Regions from separate parts of the Rattus norvegicus genome. Here region 1 is linked to region 2. The links are chromatin contacts, called in public Hi-C maps. All regions are on one chromosome and are shown on one strand. Each heading gives the region's core, a stretch centred on a gene start, on an enhancer-like site or on the middle of the called end of the contact. The rest is flanking DNA. Distances are from core to core; before and after follow the strand shown. Region 1 overlaps Kif13a (kinesin family member 13A). Region 2 overlaps Kif13a (kinesin family member 13A).

Region 1 (6,308 bases), core at 1,217-3,716, 70 kb before region 2:
GGGATGGCTTCACTTCTTCACTCTGCCTTAGAACCCTGGACATCCCGAAGACCCACACGAAGACCCATGGTTGGCCCAGATAATGAAGGCCGTTCTTTTCCCTCTGTGGTACTGGGGACTTACGTGCTAGGTCAGTGCTCAAACCACTGAGCTCCATCCCCAGATGCGAGGCCTTTTCATTTTTAAGAAAACGTTCTGCGTTGTTCACTTCCATGTTTTTTAAAAGCTAACAGCCTTTCCCAGCATAGGAAAGAATGACTTATCCACTGCTTTTGAACCTTGGCTCATTAAAAAAAAAAAAAAAAAACAAAAAAAAACCAAAAAAAAAAAAAAAAAAAAAAAAAACCCAAAAACCAGCAGCTGTTTAAGCTGCCTGGTGGGAACTAGGGAATTCAGATCTCATAAAACATGCAATGTCCCCACCCTGACCGCTTCCCAATTACTGTACAGTTTACACTCAAGCAGAAGGAAGTGCTGTTTGCCTAGGCAAAAGCCTACAGGGAAGTTCAGAAGTCCTGTGGGAAACAGGAGGACCTCTGGGTATTTGTCCCCAACCCAGACAAACCAAGCAAAGCCAGGACACTGCCAAACCCAAGAGGCCTGTGGCTCCTGAACAGAACCAGTGTCGGGGGCATCTGTGGAGACGTCAGCTGCACACGCCCGCTGTGGTGAGTCCACGGGACACGCCGCATCTGACCTCACTGTTAATAAGCATGGCCAAGACGCCAATTTCCTTCAGGGTTTCTAATGGCATCTCCTATGACCATGTAGACAAGTCGTAAAACATGGGCATGTCCGGTGAGACCTGTAACACGATGTCAGAGCAGTAACAGGAGCTCCTGCGTGGGCTTTCTGCAAGCTGAGTCACGGTCTGAGTCACCCAACACTGAGTCACGTACGATACGGATCTTTGAGACACCAACACCACCGGGTCTCCCTGTGTGGGCATCGCCTGACCCCTTGGGAGCAGCAGTAATGGCTTCCCAGTCACCATGCCAGGTCTTTACAATTCAGGGTCCTGAGAGCAAAGCACTTAAGGAAGACAGCCTGGGACAAGGGAAAAGACAATGGTATAAGTCCTGTGGCCAACATCCACCTACTGAACAGGCATGACGGGCTGAGGCCTAGAAAGCAAGAGAACAAAGAGAGAGAGGATATGGTCTGTGTTGTTCATAATCCACATTTAAAAAAGCATCACGGCTGACACATCAGAGTGGATAAAACTCTTAAGCAGGGTGCAGCCCAGTACAGACCTACACTGAATAGTCTTCTACATGGGAGAGTATAGTACCTAAGCTTGGGACAGTGCTATGGCTTAGGTCTTTCATGTCCCCAAAGCCCCACAAGGTAACGACTGCTGTCCGGGCGTAGCACTAGTGGGAGTTAGTGGAATCTTTAGAAGGTGGGAGCCTAAGTGTGTGGGGGGCTCCTTGGATTACTGGGGGTTTGCAGGAAGAGGATTTGGCCAGGCACTTTTTTTTTCTTTTTCTTTTTTCGGAGCTGGGGACCGAACCCAGGGCCTTGTGCTTGCTAGGCAAGCGCTCTACCACTGAGCTAAATCACCAACCCCAGGAAGAGGATTTGGAACCCCAGTTTCTCCCTCTTTACTTCTTGGCCTTGAGGTTAAAGGTTTTATTCCGCCTTACAGGCCAATCATTATATGTGGTCTTTTTTTTTTTTTTTTCTCTCAATACCAAAACAACGGGGCCAGTCAGCCATGAATTGGGGTCTCCAAAGGTTTTCTGTGTAAGTTTTGATCACAGATTCCCTATAGCTGTGGAAGCTAACCATAAAAACACAACCCAAGGTCGAATTGATCTCTTAAGCCCCTTCCTTTTCTTCCTCTCTTTTTCCTCTGGAGTTGGGGTGGCGGGAGCCGGGCTGTGTGTGTGTGTGTGTGTGTGTGTGTGTGTGTGTGCTGCACTTCCTGGGCCTGGTTCTTTATGAAGGTGCCTTCTCCTCTACACAGGGCTGACAGCCACAGTAATTTTGATGACTCTGGACTTGGCCCAGCTCCAAATCAGAGCACCTGGAGAGTACAAGAACGGACAGGTCTTGCTTGCATACCTCGAAGGGAGAAGAAGGCCTTATTTGGATGAGGTTTAAGCAAATTCCTTCCTCAAAGGCCTTTGGTGTGGGGAGTACAGCTCACAAAACTTCTCACATCCAGAGACTTTGGGCCATATTTAAGTTGAAGGAACCCAAGCTCTAGTTCAGATAAAGGAACAAAAACTTTAAGCCTTGACCCGGAGGTGCGAAATTTAATTTTCAATCAACTTCAGAAGTTTACCATGAAGGGAGCTGGTAAAGAGAACTTGAGAAACTGGGCCAGGAAGTGAAAGTAAACCTCAGGCCATTTTTCCACGGTGGCGTCCAAGTGCTATCAGAATTGCAGTCCAGGGGAGTGCCACTTGTACCATAGCAGGGAGTGACTCACCCAGACAATGTTTCCAGCCTGGGGACTCTGCTAGGGCTGGCAGGAGCTGGTTCTTTTTGTTGTTATGGCTGCATAAAGTGGCTGACTCAGAGGGAAGGGGGCAAGGAGAAGAGAAAGCAAGCTCGACGGGGAAGCCTGTCTCCACGTGAGCGGCTACTGCCTAAGAAGCGTCCCTGGGCTCTGACAGCGCTATACAGTGACTCTCTCCAGTGAGGTAGCAGACCCAAGCTTCTGGCCCTTCTAGAACTCCTGGCTATGGTGGTCTTGGGGAAACGTGCAAACAGCTCAACCAAGCACATGGGCTCAGGAGTTTGGACAGCATCTGTCTAGAGGGAAGAATTGAGCACTAACACTCCCAGCTCAACTCCAGACCAGGGCTTCTAACAGAAACACTCTAGGGCTCAGGGAGATGAGTCCTGTCCAGGACAGGAGTCGAATCCATACATCATCTATAGAATGTGTCACCATTTTTGTTTTGATTTACATTGGTCAACGCTTTCACCTCTAAAGGGTAACCTCTCTCTCTATATATATATTTTTTAAATCTATGAAATGCAGACAATAGCGTTCCTATCTAACTCTGTTCTGGTCATTATAGTTGCCCTCTAGCACCGTGCTGGGAAGGACTGCAGCATACGGACTATATTTACACCGCGGTTACTGTTATCTGCCCCTCTGAACACAGCTAGGTCAAACTGTGTTTCTGGGTCAGAAAAAGGAAACACAAAAAAGGCAGGGTGGGGTAGGATTTAAAAGGGTTATCTGGAGGCAGGGCTGTGGTTCAGTCAGAGCAGTGTGTGTCTGGTGTGCATGACGCCCTAGGTCCCAGCTCCAGTCAGGGGAACCCTGTCATGGTGGTGTACGGCTTTAATCCAGCAGTTGGGAGGTGGGAGCAGGATGGGTCAAAGTTTAAGGTCATCTCCAGCCCCAAACAGCATGCTTGAAGTCAGCCTGGGATACACGAAACCCTGTCCCCAAGTTAAAAAGGGACCTGGGGGCGGGGTAGACACCGGAGGTAAGAAAAAGACACACGTCTAATAAACATATGCTCTAAGATTAAATACACAAATATATCTACTTTAGAGTTCATAGGATTAACTTGATCGTTCATATTTTGGGCATCTTTACCAACTATATTTTCCTGAATCAAACTGCTCCCTCCTATCCAGTTCTTGAGATTCATAAACATTAATGACCCGAACTGATACAGGCCCGCTGCAGGCGAGAGCCCTGATGCTTCTGCTGGCTGAGGAAAGTTTTAGAAGGGTCAGTTGTATTGGGTTCCAAGCTGGTTTATGTCAAACGGATGTCTTTGTGATTATATACTTTAATTAAACAAATGCAAAAAGAGACTTTCTGGACCATCGAGATAGCTCAGCAGACAAAGGGGCTTGCTGCAAAAGCCCAGCAACCTGAGTCCCACTTAGTGGAAGGGGAGACCTGACTCCAGCAAGCTGTCTTCTGATATACATGTCCCCCTCCCTCCCTCCCTCTCCTCCTCTTTATTTTTAATAAAAAAAATTCTTTAATAAAAAGGATTCCTGATTTCAAGGAGACTTAGGACACTCGGGAACTTGACGAAGTGGAGTCACCAGAACGGTCACGTGTGTGAGACAATTTGTAAAGTACCATAAAGGAAGAGAGAGAGAGAGAGAGAGAGAGAGAGAGAGAGAGAGAGAGAGGGAGGGAGGAAGGGAGAGAGAGAGAGAGAGAGAGAGAGAGAGAGAGAGAGAGAGAGAGAATATCAATCCTGCAAAGGGTTTGAGCCGAGTTTTCCATTTGGTCAGTGGCTCTCAGAACAGCAGGCATCGTGTACAATATGGGCCGACCTTAATGATGTCTGAACAGCCAGCGTCGGTGCTCCTGCTGACTCCATGAAGAACCGTTACAGCTTTACGGAATGACTAATAACTATCAGCTATTTCCTGGATGCACAGAACTTGCTAAGAGTCTCGATTCATCCTCAGATTCCTGATAATGAAATAATGGTATGATAACCTACTGATTGAACCCAAGAAACTCAACCCCAAGAGCCCAGGCCTTCTCCAAGTAGCTACTAAGAACACACTTCAACAGTCAAATCCTTACGCCTAAATACATTAAAACCTACTCATATCGCACCATGCTGCCGACAATCCGGTTCTAACTTGGCAGTCAGTAGTTTTTAGAATGTTAATTTTGATGCACACAGGCTCCGTTGTCTCGCTTCCCTTAAGCAATGTGAAATTAAACATTTCCACCTCTGGCCACGGAACGCCTCCCCCTCCTCCCAAGATGGGAACAGAATCAAACATGGCCATTCAGCTCTGCCCTGCAGCTCAGCCCTCGGCCTGGAGGTGCGTCGGTATCCTCACACCGCATGAGCCACAGGAGAAGATCGGGAGTCAGCAGTAAATCTCTTCTTCCAGATTGTGGGGTACCCACAAATGCCCAAGAACACATGGTTTCAGTAAATTTGAGCAAAACACCATATGGCAAGAAACATTACATAATTAATAGGCCAATGTTCAGAATTTCCCAGGTTAAGGAATATTATCCATACTGACCCCCACATATACCACCATCGGAATGCTAGCCTTCCTTTCCTTTAAAAAAACACTTGTTCTTATTATTTTTTTTTTTTTTTTACACGGGACACGGGACGCCTCGAACCCGGCACCGGGCTGCGGCCCGCCAACGGGCGGGACAAGCCAGGCGCTCGGCCGGGAACGCCCAGAGGGGGCTCTCGACACGCCCCCCTGACCGCCGCCTCGGGAAGGGCCGGCGGCCCGAGGGGGGCCCGCTGAGTCTGAGGGAGCGCCAGACGTGGGGAGGAACCGGGGAAGCCCTCATCTTATTTTTATTTATGTATTATGTGTCTGTGTATCCCATGTGTGCTGCTGCTGCCTGAAGAGGCCAGAGGAAAATACCAGATTCCTTAGAGCTGGAGTCATGGGAGATTGTGAGCCGCCCAGAGGGGTGCTGGGAACCAAATGCGGGTCCTCTGGAAGGACAGTTAGTGTTCTTAACCACTGAGCCACCCCTCCAGCCCCCAGACTGCTTTTTCAATCTGCAGTAAGAGTTAAAGGTGAGCAGGCAGGAAACAAATAGCAAAGCTCTTGGAAACCACAGACCTACTAGCAGGGCTCATTTTAGGAAATGAGATTTTTCTAATCTATTGATTCCCTATCAAGAAGGTCTTAATTACCATTAGCACGATGTAATCATTTACTGAGATGGCTCACTTTGGCGCTATGGACTCTAATTCGGTCACTTTCTAATCTTGTAATGCGATCTACTGTGGCTCCCTGCTGGGGTTGGGGGAAGAGGTGGGTTTATGCAGAGGAAGCAGGTTTGAGGTTTCTAACTCTGCAGTCTCTTAACCTACCTGCCTCAACACCTCCTCCCCACCACACACACACACTTATTCCTACCACAAAGATTTTTCTTCTGACTCAACACTATGATACAAACAAAGCAAGAGTGTAAAAAAGGAGGGAGAAACCCTTCAAGTGCCCAGTGGTCCAAGACGTGCTTCGCTTCCACTCGATGCAAATGGGCGAACAAGCCAGCCTTTGATTCGCCAAAGAAGCCACTACAGCTGGGCTGCCCTGCACAAAACGGACGATTCAGCTTCATGGGAGACATGGCTGGGGTTCCGCCTTTACCTCATCCCGTCCACAGATGAGGAAAAAGGGTTCTCTTTATCTCACCAAAGCCTGGCAGCTTGAGGCAAAACCAGGTGCCATAAATCCAGCTTGGTTCTTTTTTTTTTTTTTTTTTTTTGCCCGGGGACTGATGCCACCCACGGTCCGGACACAGTGAGACATTTGAAGATGCGTTTTATGGGACCAATACTAGGTGAAAGGATTCAGTAAAACACACACCCATG
Region 2 (5,802 bases), core at 787-3,286:
AGGCAGCTTGGGATACATGAGACTCTGTCCAGGAAAAAAAAAAAAAAAAAAAAAAAAAAGGGAAGAATTGGGGAAGGAGGGAGGGGGAGGGAAGGAAAGGGAAATAGAGTAAAAGCTGTTTGAGGCTGAAGACGTAGTTCAGTGTAGAAGTGCGTCCTGGATGTGCAAACCCAGCGCACAAGAGAGAAGACGGGGAGAGACAGTGAAGGAGCACAAGACAAAGTGAGCATGCTCAAGAACGAGAGACTCCGAGGGGAGAATGCTGTACTGAGTGGAGAGGATTTTACAGGACGGATGCTTCACCAATGACTCAGGTCCCAGAAAACACCTGGGTAATGGCTGCATTCAATACCCTGATGCTGGCGGTGGCTACAGGGTGCACTCAACTGTAAAAACTCAAGGAGGCCACCCCTGAATGGGTGCGTTTTATCTTAGGTGAACTATACCTTAATGAAGTTGGGCTGAAAGTCTATTAATCCGGGACCTAACTATTCAGGTTGGGGCAAGTCAGCTCCATTAACTTCTTTCCTTTGGTTTAAACGGCCTGCATCATAGCTGCCCCATTAATTCTTATAGAACATAAAACTTTTAAAAAAAATGCCAATGACGTTCAGGTAAGTCTGCTTTTCTAGTTTTCATGAGGTGTGACAGTTTACTGGCCTGAAAAGGTAGCCTAATAAATCTTATCTGTGGCTCTTAAAAGCGGACATCATCAGTTGAGGGTATGGTTCGCTGTACCTTATATCCTATACTATAGGGAGGAGGAAGAGGAGGAGGGAGAAGAAGAAGAAGAAGAAGAAGAAGAAGAAGAAGAAGAAGAAGAAGAAGAAGAAGAAGAAGAAGAAGAAGAAGAAGAAGAAGTAGTAGTAGTAATAGTAGTAGTTAAGTAAGCCATTGGGGTAAAATAAAAGGAAAGCAAATGTATAAAAACTATGGAAGTGTCCATTATAAGAAATAAAATATGTGGGGCTGGGGATTTAGCTCAGTGGTAGAGCGCTTACCTAGGAAGCACAAGGCCCTGGGTTCGGTCCCCAGCTCCAAAAAAAAAAGAACCAAAAAAAAAAAAAAAAAGAAATAAAATATGCATGTTGGGGTGGGGGGTGGGGGGTCCACAGAGATACTGCCATGCTGCTTTCTCGAAGGGGAAGAATCATTTTCAGGAACTCTTCGGAAGTAAATAGAAGCAGGCAGATGACACTCTAGGCAAATTTTGCATGCACGTTGGTACATAGGGGACACTGTCATCTGTACAGCTCCAGATCTGGCTCTATTTAATCCCATCTAAGTGTCCTTTAGAGGACACTTTCTAGGAAAGTACAGGGATAGCCACTGAGGCTCGTGCACCCTCAGCGAAAGGCTACGGGCTTTCCTGGGATCCTTGACTAACTTCCTCTTAACACTTGCTGTGTCAGATCTTTCTAAGTCATGCCGATTCTTCAGCTAGGTAAACAAACAAACAACTTGGTGACAAAGAAATGTCACATTCATCACACCGCGTGGTACACTATGCGTGGTACACTGTGACGACCCCGCCCTTGGGAGGCTGAGGAAGGAGAGTTTGAGATTTGAGAAGAGTGTGGGCAATTTAGTGAGACTCTGTTTAATGTTAGAAATCAATCGATAAATAGGAAGGACTCACAAGCAGGGTGTTTCTGTAGCACCCACCAGCTCTATGTTCAGTCCCTGGTATTGAAAATGAAAGGAGGACCAGGGAGGAGGAGGAGAGGGAGGGGAGGAAGACATGTGTCCACTGAGGCCAGGCGCACAAGCCCTCTGAAACTGGACTTCAAATATGAAAATAATGTGGGAAGACTAGAGCTCTTGTCCCTTGTCACGTTCTCCAAAAGGCCATCTGCACAGCCAGCACTCAGCCATTATTCAGAGAACCCAGACTTCTGGTTCCTGGTCTTTACAAAATCTCGCATAGCTTTCACTGAGTCAAAAGTTCCATTCTCTTTTTAGCAGCAGGAAAGGGGGGAAAATATTACAAGTGACTCAAAACAAAGCTATCCGAGTGTGCATCGTTAGCGGGCGTTTCCAGGGCAACCCCAAGATGCCTGCAATGCCAACTCCCGTGACTGACCCGGCATGGAGCTCGGTTGGCCCTGGCCATTTACTTTAGACTCACCGTTATAATAACAGAGACGTTCACTTTAGCACTAATCTAAAGTAATGTAATAACACAAACTTGACAAATTATAAGGGATCGATCTGAACCCAGAGAAGCAGCAGATTAGGGCACCTGTTGCCAAGTCTGGCATCCATGTTCAATCCCTGGGATGCAGGTGGTGCACACTGTCCTCTGACCTCCACAGGTGTGCCATGGTATGTAAGCACCTTCCGCCAAACACACACACACACACACACACACACAAACACACACACAAACATACATACACATATACACACCCACACACAAACACACACACAAACATACATACACATATACACACACACAAACACACACACAAACACAAACATACATACACATATACACACACACAAACACACACACAAACATACATACACATATACACACCCACACACAAACACACACACAAACATACATACACATATACACACACACAAACACACACACAAACACACACACACAAACATACATACACATATACACACACACACAAACATACATACACACACACACACACACGAAAATTAATTAATGTAGTTTAGTACTGGGTTAAAAATTGTACCTACATAGGTGGAAAAACAGAGGTGAGGCTAAAATGAAATCCATCATTGTTAACTCGTGAAAATTATGTGTAATTTTTTTCATTTCCTCTAAGGTGGCCCCACACTACAACCCGGGTATATGTGGGAAATGGCCTGGTATGTCCATTTAGAGTTTGTTTCTTGTTTTGCTTTCTCCCCACTAAAAGGATCTATTTTTCGAAACGGTTAAGTATTCAGGATTGTGGAACATGTTTCTGACAGTGAGCAGATCCGAAAGTTCTGAGGACTAGCTAAAAGAACACAGTTAAGAAGACACTCAAGCCGGGCACAGTAAGGTACACTTGGGAGGGGGATCAGGAGCTTGACATTATTAGTCTTGGCTGTATAGTGAGTTCAAGGCCAGCCTGGGCTATATGAGAATCTGTCTCAAAACTGAAGAGAAGAGGGGAGGGAGGGAAGGGGGAAGAGGGAGAGGAGGAGGAAGGAGGAGAAGAAGGAAAGAGGAGAAAGTGACAAAAGATGGAGGTCAGGAAGAAGGGGAAGAAAGAAAGGACAAGACAAAGAGAGTCTTGTGGGCCAAGAATGACCATCTGCGCATACACCGAGAGAGAGAGAGAGAGAGAGAGAGAGACAGACAGACAGACAGACAGACAGACAGACAGACAGACTGAGAGAGAGGAGAGGGTGACTAGTAAGCAGAGCATCTGTGACATCTAACTAAACACATGACATGCCTGGGGTTTCCACATGGACCAGACGCAGTCACCTGAATGCATCCTCCTACCTTCTTAATTATGAGAGGTAATTTCAAGGAATCTTTGTTCTCTTCATTCCACTACTTGTGTAATCCCTCTGTCACAGGGCTCCGACTCCAATGTAGAGTAAGTCACTAAAACAGCTGCCACTGAGTGCTCTCATCTAGCTGACTTGAAGTTGCAGGTGACAGCACACGGAGTGGAAGCAGCCTATCCAAGGTCACCCAGCTTCAGCAAGGTCAAGTACTGAGAGCCTCACCTCAGTGGTCCAGTTTCTGGCTGTGTTCCTAACACTAAAGGGCAACAGAAAACTCTGAACAGTCAACCAGGACATAGCCTGGCTCGGCAAATGCTGGGCTCCCTGTGGTAGGAATACTTTCTCAGAAGCAAGGGAGTCTGAAGGGGAAAGTTTGTAGAAAGGAAGACGCTAACACAGGAGTGAGAGAAAACGTCAAGACGGAACCGTGCTCAGACTAAACCTCCGGCACAGAGTACCTAGACGCTGTACCCCTAGCAACCATTTCCAGAGATTTAGGAAAGGAGTTATGCATCCCAGTGGTATAAATTACTGCACACCGGCCATGAAATGCATTACACTGTTGACAGCCTGATGAGCAAACCATACTTCATCTCTAACCTACATTCTGTAAGTTTTCTTTTTTTTTTTTTTTTTTTTTTTTGGTTCTTTTTTTCGGAGCTGGGGACCGAACCCAGGGCCTTGCGCTTCCTAGGTAAGCGCTCTACCACTGAGCTAAGTCCCCAGCCCCACTGTAAGTTTTCAAAGGTGAACAGCTGCCGTGTGTATAGTGAGATTAAACAACATTAAAAACAAAGAAGTTGCTTGAGCTAAGAAAGAAAAAGGAAAGGAAAGGAAAGGAAGAAAGACAGACCTGGGGCCATTCCTTTCCCCTGTATAAGGCAGGTGTTAGATATGAACACCTGAAAAGCTTCATGCATCATTAGGATTAAGCATCATAATAATAATAATAATAATAATAATAACAATAACAATAACAATAACTATAACAGACTGGAGTCATGGTTTAGAAAGAGACAATGTAGTAGCATGCATGAAGCTATGGTTTGACTTCCAACCTTACAAACAACAACAACAACAACAACAACAACAACAACAACAACAACAACAACAACAACAGAACTAGAACCATTTCATCTACAGCCGGCCGGCTTGGAATAAGAGAAGACAGAGAGAACCCAACTCAGTCACCCAGAAAGAATGGGAAACCAAATTTGTCTCAGGCAGAGAGAAACAAGGAAAAACATTGTAACAAACACTGAAGATCCCAAGAGCCAAGACCCCTGCTTAGTCTCCAAGGTCACACCAGCATCCAGGCTGCCACGGGCCACTATTTCCCAGGAACTTTTAGTACTCAGTGTGGTTTCCTGCCCTCAATTGGCCAGCCACAGTCGTCTGTCCCCCTGCTGTGACTTTCAGCCATGGGACTAAGCTCACGGTTGTATCACCAGCAACTTTCTGTCAAGGAGCTGGTAAATGAAATGTAGAGTTTGCATAAGCAACTTTGTAAAGCATTGATAAAGACAAAGGCCTTTCTTAAAACCACAACTATGACCAGATTCTAAGTTATCCCTGCAGCTTGCCATTCTCAGGGGACTTCTATGCCAATGTACACTCTTGGACCACATGTTGAGAATTTTCCTCAACGCTGAGCATGCCGGGGGGAGTGACCAGTTGAGGAACAGCACTGGTCCCCGTGCTCTACACAGGAACATAGAGATTTGACAAGCTTGCTTTCCAAGTATAGCAGAGATCCAACTGCCTCTTGGGAACTGTAGGGTGGGATGCCCCAAGATGCTCTCATCCCCCAGGAGGAAGATGGACATGATATTCACAGGTGACAAGTCCAGGTGATGCTGACTGGAGATGCTGACAACTGGCCAGTGTCTCTCTTTCCTCAACTCTTTCCCTCTCTTCCCATGACAAGGGAGGCTCACAGGAATGCCCAAGGCAGAGTGATGTAGCCCTTGCCCCAGTAAGACTGTGACCACATACCACCCCTAGGTCAGAGGGTAACACAGACTCAGGGGCATTCCTAGACATGAATTCCTGGTTTCATGACTTTGCCTAGAGCACAATCCTCTCCCATTAGTTCCTGCTTAAATCTCAAGCAAAGGCTGCCATGTAGACCATGCAGTCAGTAAACCTTTACAATGTGAACTCCTGCCAAATGCTGGGTGACCTTTTGGCTGAATAACCATCACTTATGTCATGGAGTGCTAAGCAGTGGCAGCCTCTGCCTGTCAGTCCAAAGCAGTGACTGTCAGTGGGATTAGGCTCTAGAGCTACGTTTGTGCTGCCATGTTCCAGCCAGCC

What was found. A called contact is a pair of places that touch in the nucleus more often than the background predicts.
Region 1: a Hi-C map of hepatocytes shows a contact between it and region 2, with 2.5 times the contacts expected there. The contact joins two enhancer-like sites. A contact is called at or near these places in 6 of 12 Hi-C or Micro-C datasets (the A7r5 cell line, the Rat2 cell line, hepatocytes and 2 more).

The regions. Positions count from the first base shown.
Region 1 is chr17:18,060,134-18,066,441 of GRCr8, reverse strand. All of the region lies in intron 2 of Kif13a (kinesin family member 13A), which reads right to left. Among named protein-coding and RNA genes, the nearest start is that of Kif13a, 90 kb to the right of the region's middle. Within about 2 kb of position 2,466, at least 44 of the 93 cell types and tissues checked have an H3K27ac peak or open chromatin away from gene starts, as enhancers often do. A contact at or near this core is called in the A7r5 cell line, where this site is marked.
Region 2 is chr17:17,990,360-17,996,161 of GRCr8, reverse strand. The region is part of intron 1 of Kif13a (kinesin family member 13A); the gene reads right to left. Among named protein-coding and RNA genes, the nearest start is that of Kif13a, 20 kb to the right of the region's middle. Within about 2 kb of position 2,036, at least 33 of the 93 cell types and tissues checked have an H3K27ac peak or open chromatin away from gene starts, as enhancers often do. A contact at or near this core is called in the A7r5 cell line, where this site is marked.